3 separate regions of the Hordeum vulgare genome follow, and all the other regions are linked to region 2. A link is a contact called in public Hi-C data. All regions are on one chromosome and are shown on one strand. Each heading gives the region's core, a stretch centred on a gene start, on an enhancer-like site or on the middle of the called end of the contact. The rest is flanking DNA. Distances are from core to core; before and after follow the strand shown.

Region 1 (3,427 bases), core at 95-2,594, 230 kb before region 2:
GGGTCACTGTGTATTCAATTTTAACAGCTACAATATGCATTCAAATAAGCAATTCATTTTGTTCAGCATGCAGAAAATTTCGACATATTTTCCAATCAAATCGGATAAAATCCGGCCTGCCCATGGATAGTGACACACTAAACTTCATCAGAAGATACCAACATAGTGAGGGCTCTTCAACCCAAAAGTAAAGCATTAAGAGGTTAGTTTTAGTAGAACTAGCATATTCAGTTGGCAGTGTACTATCCATTTTCAGTGATTTTCATGATACTTTGAATGATTCTCAATTGTTCCATTGTGCCTACGCATTCCCCCATATAATGATTCAGGGCAGGGGTAAATGTTGAATCCAATATACAAGTATATGATATCTTCTGTTCAGGGCAGGAGTATTAAGAACATACAGTACTTATTACCCATTAGACAGATCGGCTTCCATCATTAACTCATTACCACCACTGAATCCTCTCGGACAACATTTTTTCTTGAATGAAACAATAAACAGAGGAAAGTATTGAACACAGCAGCAGATTCATCAGTATAACAATTGCTTTTGTTCATAATCGTCATCATCTCGAACAACTCTCACATCTGAAAGGTTTGATGTCGAACAGGAGAGTGAGGAGGAGCACAAGAAAAGCAAACAAACATCAACTTACTTGCAATCTCCCTCTTCAATCTCCTCTCTAATGTACACATGCTGCATCCGCCCCCAAGGGCGCATTATTCTACAGACAACACAGAGGGGGTCCTCCTATTCGTCTCAGACGAATTCGAACTCGTCTTCCCGGAGGTGAGCGAGGAACCGGACCGGCTTGTCCTGCCCGTCCAGCTTCAGCTCGAACTCCACCCGGAAAGGGCGATTGGCCGTGATCCGCTTGCCCTTCCAGACACCGACATACTGCTTGACCACACCTTCCATGCCACGGAGGTCCAGGTCCGGCGCCTTGGGGACGTGGTAGACGCGGACCGGCGCCGTGACGCGCACGCGCTTGCCGAGCTTGGGCGCCGCCGCGGCCTCCTCGTCCGCCACGTCGGGGGATGGGGATGGGGACAAGCTGCTGACGGCGACCTGGCGCGCGGAGCGGAGGCGCGCGCGGCACTGCGGTGGCGCGAGGCAGCGCCCGGCCGCGGAATTTGGAGGGAGGGGTCGGCGGAGGAGGAGCCACGAGGAGGTGGAAGGGCACGCCGCGGCGGTGGCGGTTGCCATCGGGGAGGTTGGTGCGCTCGCGGGCGTGTGGGGAATTGCGTCGAGCAGGCGGTGTGCACGTGAGGGTAAGATAGGCGGCGCCGAAGGTGGAAGTGATGGTTATTGGGGAGAAAAGTGGAAAAAGGAAGAAGCGATGCGCTGGTGTCCCCTACGCATTCCAAGGGACATCTGAATCTGATCATCACACAGCTTCTTTTTTCTTTTTATTTTTTGCAAATGATCATCACACAGCTCAAAGAACATCTCCAACAGCTACTCTAAAATAGTACACTAAAGAAAATCAGTTTAGAGCAACTCCAACGGGGCGATCCATTTCATCCATCGCCGTTCATTTGGGTCCGCGCGGACAAAAGTGATGACCCAACGCGCCGACCCATTACCAAAACGCGGACGCGCCATTTCTGACCCAAATTTCGGACTGAAATGTGTCGGCGCAGACGTGAAGCGGACGCGCGCGCCCTCCGAGTGTCCGCCCCAACCACCGATAGTCAACTTAATTTATGACGGCCACCCTCCGAGGGCCCACGCGGCAGCGACCGCGGTCGGCCTTTTATTAATCCGAGCGTGTGGTGTGGTTTGGCCTCATCTGCTTCCAGAACACCCCGTCCCCATCTCGCCACCTCATCGGCGACTAAACCCTAGCCAGCAGCCATGACCGTCTCGTTCCAAAACAAGGGCAACGCCCCCCCCCCCCCCGTCTACCCCCGTGCGATCTCCTCGCCGACCTCGCGAGCGTGTCAGCGTCCCGATGCACCAAGCACGGTGGCACCGGGAGTACCGCGTCCTGCTGCCGTACCCTGATGTCACCCTCCCGCACCACCGACATCTGGATCTGGAGAGGATCCCGATGTCTGTCGTATCGCGGTCGGCGCGGATGCACGCGGAGGAGGTGAGTCACCGTCGGCTCAACCCTGCGTACGCGACTGAATCTCCTCACTAGGAGGTCTGGTTCGCGGTCGAGCACGAGGAGCAGCTAGGAGGCCCTCCACAGCCCCCGCCCGTTGTTAGCGACGAGGACTAGGAGGCGGAGGCCGCCTACCAGGTGGCGCTGGCAGCCGCACTCCGTGAGAGCGAGGAGGAAGAGTCGCGCAAGGCCGAGGAGGAGCACGCTGCGTACGAGGAGCAGCTCGTGGAGGCCATCACGTTGTCCACCTTCGACGACTGTGCCGTGCCACCTCCGCCGAAGACCGAGCCCACGGAGCCGCAACGGGAGGTCTGCCAGTGGACCGATTGCCTCCACGAGTGGATGAGCGCGCCGCACATCTGGTTGGGCGCGACGTCGCAGCAGGAGGAAGCCTACCTCTAGCACTGGAGGCCGCAGCACCTGGCGGAGGAGCGTGCCAACGGCCGTCGGCAGATGGCGTTGGAGAAGGAGGCGGAGGAGGAATGACGGGATATGAAGGAGGAGGAGCGCGCCCGTGTTGCGCTGCCACCGCCACCAGCACAACCAGCCCGTGGCGGGAAAGAAGACGGGCCGGGCCCGTGCTGCGCTGCCACCGCCACCGTCAAGAATCAACACACATTATTCACCACGGCACATGCATGACATAATGCACACCACATATGATGCATGACGAGTTTAAATTATGCAAGGCATGGCATGGCAATTCACAACAATCAAATATTACACCTTAAGTGAAGCTCAATATGCAACGAGTTGCATATTGACGAAACTCCACGTTTAATTATTTAGTTCACTCCCGTTTATTTCCACGACAATATTAGATGTTGTTAAACATGGCAAGGGATGAAGCACAAATTAAACTACATATCTAGGCATTTTAAATGAGGCCGAAAACGACATATAGTATCTCCGAAATGACCCATGCACTAACTTTGTAATCTGTCCAGATTTGTCCTAACCACATTTTATGTTTGTTAAAAGGCAAAACAAAGTGGTTCACGTGGTTCTACTCGTTGTTCTAGTCCATTTATATATATGACTCACCTCCAACGGAGCTACGGTTAATAACTATGGACTAAACCGTTTCTAACACATCGAGACGCAAACCGATGCAAACAACACACTAAACAACTTTAAACATGCATAAGAGCTGAAAAATATTATTCTATGCGAAAATCTACACGTTTTACATATACAACTTGTTGCGATCCGACGCACGGATTAAAAACTACGTCCGTTTTAAAATCAATGATTTTTTCTGAAATTAAATAAAATCGCAGGACGAAAAAAAAGGCATGGGCCGAATCTACTAA
Region 2 (3,856 bases), core at 905-3,404:
AACTTAACTAACTTTTTTACCTCAACCAGAACATTTGTATCCCAGGTATCCTTGTACTGATCATAGCGAGGAGCTATCGTCATAACCCGGTGCCCCATTGCCTATGAAGAAATGAGTTGTGCATCACAAGTGCAGTCATACAAAGATGTGATTCAGAATTAACAGTACATGACAAGGAATACTTACAGCAAGAGGGTGATACAAGTGCAGTCATACAAAGATGTGATTCAGAATTAACAGTATGTGACAAGGAATACTTACAGCCAGAGCTGGGGGCAATCCCCCTACAACATCACCAAGGCCTCCAGTTTTGCACCATGGGTGCACTTCAGTGGCAACGAAAATTATGGGCATTCCAGTTGAACATACGATAGGTGACGAAGTCCTACTAGAATTACGATGGGTTTCATAATTTGTGGCTCTTCTTTTGGCCAGCTGTGTCTTATTCCGCATGGATAGGAACATAACTCCATTGTTACAAGATTGTTGGAATTGGATGTGAGGTGACAGTTTCAGTGAACCAACACTGTTTGTTTGATAAGAACCCATTGGTGCAGCCTCTCAATGACGACCTATCAGAATGGCATATGATAGAAAAATGGTTATGATGAACTTCTGCTTCAGAGAAACATGGGATTATACATTTGCTACCTTACATTCTGAATGTAAAGCAGCACTACTATGCTGGTAACAAGTGTTTACAATGCCACAAATATACCTGTCATTTTCTCAAAGAAAAGAATACTACAAGGTGGCACATGAATGTGCTAACTGCTTGCATACCGTGAACAGACCAATTATCATTCAAGCGTGTCTGGGATATTATTGTTAGTGCTACAACTGCAAGGTTAAAAAAAGGAAGTTCCATTACGGATATGTTCTTATCGATAATTTTACATGCTGTTTCGAAAGAAACTATTGCCCTGTCGATGAGTTCTTCAAGACAATGTGCAGGCTTTTATTTTTCTTATTAACTGTCCAGGAACCCTAGCATTCAAGGAACGAAAGCGCACCCAAACCAGCTGTTGGAATAGAACCCAGGTGGACAGGGAGGTTAAACAGCCTCCCTATAACCAGGACACTAGTCTGTTCCCAATGTGCATATCTAGAGATAAAAATATTTAAGAATGTGATACAACAAATACAGTACAAATCGTGAGAGTAGCAAATACTATAGATATAGATATGCAAATGAATTTTCATTGAGAGGTTTGAGGGGGATTTTGACTAGCAAAGGATTTAATCCCCCCCAATCCCTTTCTAACCTCTTAAAACCCTGCATAACCGAACAAGCCCTGAGTGATTTGGTGCACAACCCATGTAATGTAAGTGATAAATGTCAGTATTTTTTCATCATAGAAACACTCTTTCGTGTTGAAGCCTAAGTCAGGTACAATGTTTCATGAAGCCAGTAACACTAATACCCAGGATTTTTCCTCCTTCCAAAATGAAATAGCAGTGTGTGGTCAAATGCAAATGCCAAGTCAAGAAATGTGCATGGCGAAGAGCAGTACATCACAACACATCCTGACATGGTAAAAATAACAAAATCACCGAGGGTGCCCGAGGTGAGATTAACAAAAACGTGTACTACTCCAGAAGAAGCTAATGCAAAAGCATAAAACATAGATACTGGTCACTAGTGCCCTCAATGATGCAACAAGCTCCCGCAGAACAAACTACCTCTGAAGTTCAGAGGGTGCACATGCATTTTCGACACTGTCAGAAACTAAGGCCGTAGGGCCTGGAGCATGTCATGCCAGATCGGTGAAGATGAACCACGCACGCATGCCAGGATTTCAAGCATCAAGGGAAATGCAGAAGGAAACAGCTACAGAGTACAGAATCCCTCCCTCCCTACGAGAACAGATAGAGAGGAAAGCTCCACCTCCACGGTGGTGAGGACAGTGAACTGACCGTCACCTCACATTCCTCTACCGGCCTTAACAGCAACGGCAGAACCAGAATCGAACAGCCCAATGCTGGTTGGGAGCACAGAAGTGCGTACCTTCTTGAGCTAGGCGTTGACTGGAGCCGCGGCGCGGGGAAGTGGAAGTGGCTGCCGGGGGCCGGGGGAGGACGACGGGCTCCGCTCAAGTAGTAGAAGTGTTCGGCGCGTGGAGAGCGGCAGGAAATATCCTCCCCCCCCCCTGCGGCGGGAGGGGGAGGTGTCGCACGGGTAGCGGTTGGCTCCCGTGCGCCGGTGCCACATGGCCCGCGGCCCGCGCGGCGACAAACCGGGGCGGGGGCACCGCCGCCGTACCGGCACCGGCGCGTTGCGTCGGGCTCGGTTCGGGAGGAGGCGAATATCCCTATAGACTGGAGGGCCCCCGCGTCGGGACGGGAGCCGTCGGTTTCTCGAGATCGAGGGTGGGGCTGGGGCGAGAGGGCGCAGGGCTCGTGGCTTTCCTCGTGCCGGGAGTGTGAGCCGTCCGTTCGTTTGGGGACGGGGAAAGGAAGGACTAGAGGAAACGACAGCGGACATGTTTCCGGTGGGGTTGTGGCCTGTGCCCTGTGGCCTGTACGTCGCCATCTCTGTTGAGCTGATCTGATCGTGGAGTAGAGGCTGAGAGTCCAAGTTCACCATAGTGGCACTGGTACCATGACCATGCCCGGCTCCTCCCTCGCGAACCAAATGCCGGCACGAATACTCGCCGTCGGCTTCGGATTTTACGGTACGAGGGTTTTAGAAAATCCTGAACTTTTTTAATACATGTGAATTTTTAAACGCGTGATTTTTAAAACCTCAACCATTTTTTTTATTTCAAAGTAGAAATTTAGGAACTAAATTAAAGGTAAAAGGAGATGAAGAAAAAGAGAGAAAAAACAGTCCAAAACTTGAGTAAAATTCATCAACAGGCACTAAAATCGTTCGTCGCATGCAAAAAAGTCACTCAATTCAGAAAATGTATTGTTTGTGTTGACAAACTTGTTCCGCATCTGCACATACGGTCACCACAGACGTTTTCATACGTATTTTGCTTGCGTGGCACCGTACGCTGCCATGTCATCGTTTTAAGGACCGCGAAAATGAAATTTCGGAACTGGAGGGGGGTTTGTGAGATATTTCGTTTTAAGGACCCACCTCAGCTCGTTTCATCTGAATAACAAAAAAAAAACACCTCGGCTCCATCGGCTGATCGAAACCGGTCGGTTGCCGTCGCGACGTTGATCGCCTAGGGTTGATCGCCCTCCTTGGCGGCGGCGTCGATTCGAAGCATGGCGCCGCGGCTGCGACCTGACGGAGAGCCACCCCCTGTCTATGGTTAGTGATCGCCCCCTGTTCCTGTCTGTCTGACGGCTGACGGCTGCGACCTGTCGATTCAAAGCATGGCGCCGCTGCGGCCGCTCCTGTCTTCATGTGTTCCTCATCCGCCCCACCTTCATCGCTCCTATTCCTATGTTCCTCATCGTGCCCCACCTCCATGGTTCATGTGTTCCTCTGTTCCTGTGTTTCTCTGTAGATGAATTGCTTGTAGATGAATTGCTTGTAATCCCTTGTGCTCCGGTACAGAAAGTAGGGTTTTTGAGGGGGGTTAGGCCCAGCTTTGTTCTCGGGTAGCGACCAAAGTAAGGTTTTTCAGGGGGTATAACTGAATTTGTGAGCATTATGTGCTAACTGAATGTATGCCCTGTTCTCGTGTACTCGTGGTAGACAAATTCGTGCATAACTGAATTTGTGAGCATTATGTGCTAACTGGATTTATTAGCTAACTGCGTAACTGAATATATGAGCTAAGTGCATAACTGAATTTGTGAGAGTTTTAATTATGTGCTCACTGAATTTATTAGCTGACTACATGACTGAATTTATGAGCTTTATAATTATGTGCTAACTGATATATTGATTTTTCTA
Region 3 (3,915 bases), core at 418-2,917, 140 kb after region 2:
GATTGGACAACACACAATCAACAAATCAATCTGTCATATTTTACCTTTACCTTTTACCTTCTCTCTTGTTATTCTTCTTCCTTGTGCTTCGTTCGTTCTTTGTCAGGAGGGCATCGATCCATGAGGCTCTAGGGGCGATCAGATCGACCTAGGGCAGCCCATAGCCGCTGCACGCCCTGGCGGGGTCCCTCTCGGGCGAGTGGGATTTCGTGTTCTTGAAAACACCCATCGGATTTCTTGCGTACCGCGTTTCTGGATGTGTCTCCTTCGACGTGAGCTGTAATGCATCACCCTAGGCGTTGGAGGTACACACGGGGACGTAGCCAGGATTTGAACATAGGGGGCGGAAGAGATAACTATCTTTTTTACCCAAAAAAGATATACATGTCACACACATAATAATATGTGATACCATCTCACATAAAATGTAAATCTATATTTTGCAATAATTGCACAAGTATTAATTAATGTATAGGAGAATAAGACATGTGTTAAAATTGTCAATGTAAATTAGCTCTATGATTACCTATATGGTCATAGGATTAGCAAGTTGAATTTGTATTTTCAGTAGAAAGAGTTTGAGCTAGAAGCAGATGGCTTGAAAATAGCAATATGTTCTATTCTTTTGATTTATTTGTTGTGTAGAGAAGTACAATTAAACAGGGATAAAAGATAGTAAGTATATTAGAGATCAGATATGTATCCATCACCAACAACACGTGTAACCACAACTTCAGAATTACTACTAACTAAGGCATTAAAGATCACCGTATTAGGCCATATCAATAATATGTTGATGTTAAAAAGTATATATTGATACAATGGTTACACCCAGAGAAAAGAAATACTGCCGTCAACAGAAGCGGCAATCACAGCATCACTGCTTGCTTGAGTTTGGATGGAGAAAAGATACAACATCAATGTGGCTCATCGTCACAAGCGGCCGCGATATTGGGAATTCAGGATCAAATCATGTGCGCAAGGTGTTAATATCTCTATTTCTAGTATCACACCTTTCATGGTTTGAAAGACACAACCAAATCTAATGCTGGAAATAAAAATTGAACCTTGTTTCCTCGTCCGCTAGCTCATCCATGCAGCCAGCTAGACAGAATGAGTTGTTGGATCAACGCAATGACACATTTCTGTCGCCTTCCCTTCTCGGTGGATAGAATAGATAGAAGATCTAAGTAGACGGCCGACGCGATCGCTGGAGAAGTTCTTTTTAGCAAGTTAGAATCCAAGGGATTAGAGGAGGCCTGAACCGGGCAAATCCTATTCGGGCGCCGGTTATAGGCATTTTTTGCAAACCGGCGTCTTCACACACGTTTGCTCGGCTGACCCATCTTGGTTTTTTCTATTTTTAATCCGATAAAAAATAAACCTACTTAAACATGATTCAAACACGCGAGCAACCTGAGCAAATTACATGGTGCAACCACCATGCCCCACAAGCGGGATGTGTTAAGTATTGCTAAGTTTTTTTGAAAAGGCCGAAAATGAAAAACGAAAAAAAAAGAGAAAGGGCAAAAGAAGTAATAAAATTGAAAGAAGATCCCCTTTCTTATTCTTTTAGTATTGCTAAGTTTTTTTCTTCTTCACGTTCCCGTGGAGCAGGTCATTGGGCCGGCCCGCTAAGCGCCCCGTGCGAGTGCTAGGATCGCCAAGCGACGCTTAGAGCGCCGAGTAGGAGCTCCCCGCGGTTACAGCTTCATAGCCTGGCCCCTTCGCCTTCATGGTGGGCTGCATTTCTTTTTTATTTGTTTGGGATTTGGGCCTTTAGAGTGCAATCAACTACTCCCTCCGTTTCTAAATATAAGTTTTTAAAGAGGTTTCATTAATGAACTACATACGGATGTATATAGACATACTTTAGAGTGTAGATTCACTCATTTTGCTTCGTATGTAGACTCCTAATGAAATATCTTAAAAGACTTATATTTAGGAACGGAGGGAGTAATCACCATTGCATGGGCCCTCGCTGGCTATGGGAAGCACAAATCACACGGGGAGAGGGAAGCAAGCGCACGCTTGCGTAGCCCATAAGATTAGCGACAACGCACCGCTATTAAGGTGCGACACGATCGTTGGGGGGTCTAGCCCCTCCACCCCCTCACCCCCATGAATGTGTCATGCTCGTGTGTGAACAATACTGAAAACAATAAAATATCAACAACATATTTAAAGGATTAAATCTAGAAAAAATAACGTTAATTGGCTAGCCTTCAAGTTGACCGAGTCACGCGTCCTCCTGTCTCTCTCGGGTGCCCTATGTTCTCGTTTGTCATGAGAATCCTCCATTTTTTCCTGTTTGTGGTCGTTTCCGACATGGAATTTTTTTCTTTTTATTAAACTCATTTTCTAAAAATCGATTATTCTCCATTTTTGTGCTTCTATAAAAAATAATGAACTTTTTTCACATTGGATGGAGTTTTTTCTACTTTGATGAATTTTTTCAAATTCCGTGAAACATTCTCAAATTTGCGAAACTATTCTTATAATCTCACAGACTTTTAAAAAAAAATATATGAATTTTTTTCCAATTTTGATGAACTTTTTTCATATTGGATGGAGTTTTTTCTACTTTGATGAACTCTTTTCAAATTCCATGAAACTTTCTCAAATTTGCTAAGCTATTCTTATAATCTGATGAACTTTTTTTCGAGTTTTATGAACTTTTTTCCAATTTTGATGAACTTTTTTCAGATTTGATGATTTTCTTTAAAACTCAATTAACATTTTTAAAATACAATGAAGTTTTTTAAAATTTATGACCATCTTTTAATTTTGATAGAGATTATTCTAATTTGATGAACTTTTTGCAAATTCGGCAAACCTTTTCCAAATTTGCTAAACTATTTTTAATAATCTGGTGAACTTATTTTTCAACTGTGATGATTTTCTTTTCAATTTCAATTAAAAAAATTAAGTTTGATGAATTTTTTAAAAATAGATGAACTTTTTCCAAATCCAATAAATTTATTTTCTAAGCTATGAACTTTTTTCAAATTTGATGAAGTATTTATTAAGTTTTATCAATTTTGAAAAAAAAATCATCGGAATTTAAAAAAGCTAATCACTTTGAAAAGAGTTCACGAATTTGGAAAACAATCATAATATAAGGAAGAAAAAAATAGGAATTGAAAAATGATGTAACCTAAAAGACCTCGCTAAGTGGACGAGTGGTTAGCGCCTTGTAACAAGGATAACTAGGTCGCTCGATTCTTCTCAAGCACGCTACTTTTTTTGGGACGTGCCTCCGTTTTGGTCTGGCCCAAGACCGTGGCTGTGTGCGTGTCGGAACGACAAGTTGGCGTCGAAAGCGCTCATTAGGAGCTCCCCCTATGTCCCGCTTTTTCTAAAGACCCGTTCTTTAGCGCCTTAAGTGCGAGGTTGGCCAACTATGGCTCATGCGCCTCCTCAAGTGAGCCGGTCCAAATACACACGAACACAACGTCCCTCGCTCGATCGCTTCCTACATCACTCGCTCACAAGTCCAATTTGATGACAACATAGGTTGGGTTAACTAGATAACCGGTATCCCTTCGATTATGGAACATTTGACCATTCACCATCTGACCAATAACTTTTCAAGAAAAAATCACAAAATATTCATTAATTAGGAAAACATTTATCAATTTATATAATAAGTTCATAAATTTCAAAACAAATCGTAGATTTTAAAAATGTTCATAAATTAAGAAAAACAACTAAAAATTTGGAAAAAATAGATTTTACAAATATTAATCTATTTCAAAATAAGTTCACAAATATGAAAAAGGTCCATTGGTATAAAGAAAGTTCAATAGTTATATTTAATATAATATTTGTATAATAGTTAACCAAATTTTAGAAATGTTGTCAGTTTTGAAAAAATATCACAAATTTCAGAAAGCTCATCACTTTAGAAAAACA

Evidence for each region. A called contact is a pair of places that touch in the nucleus more often than the background predicts.
Region 1: a Hi-C map of seedling shows a contact between it and region 2, with 2.6 times the contacts expected there. The contact joins the promoter of LOC123430565 here to the promoter of LOC123427313 in region 2. A contact is called at or near these places in 4 of 6 Hi-C or Micro-C datasets (leaf and seedling).
Region 3: a Hi-C map of seedling shows a contact between it and region 2, with 1.9 times the contacts expected there. The contact joins the enhancer-like site here to the promoter of LOC123427313 in region 2. A contact is called at or near these places in 2 of 6 Hi-C or Micro-C datasets (leaf and seedling).

What each region holds. Positions count from the first base shown.
Region 1 is chr2H:566,464,323-566,467,749 of MorexV3_pseudomolecules_assembly, forward strand. LOC123430565 (ferredoxin-thioredoxin reductase, variable chain-like) reads right to left here and starts at 1,345. Exons shown (of 1, transcript XM_045114424.1): 1 at 532-1,345. The coding sequence starts at 1,210. The coding sequence ends at 764.
Region 2 is chr2H:566,689,930-566,693,785 of MorexV3_pseudomolecules_assembly, forward strand. It overlaps LOC123427313 (granule-bound starch synthase 1b, chloroplastic/amyloplastic), which reads right to left and starts at 2,155. Exons shown (of 14, transcript XM_045111319.1): 1 at 2,009-2,155; 2 at 262-572; 3 at 21-101. The coding sequence starts at 549.
Region 3 is chr2H:566,828,089-566,832,003 of MorexV3_pseudomolecules_assembly, forward strand. No RefSeq gene overlaps it. Among protein-coding and RNA genes, the nearest start is that of LOC123427315, 41 kb to the right of the region's middle. Within about 2 kb of position 1,668, at least 3 of the 3 cell types and tissues checked have open chromatin away from gene starts, as enhancers often do. A contact at or near this core is called in leaf and seedling, where this site is marked.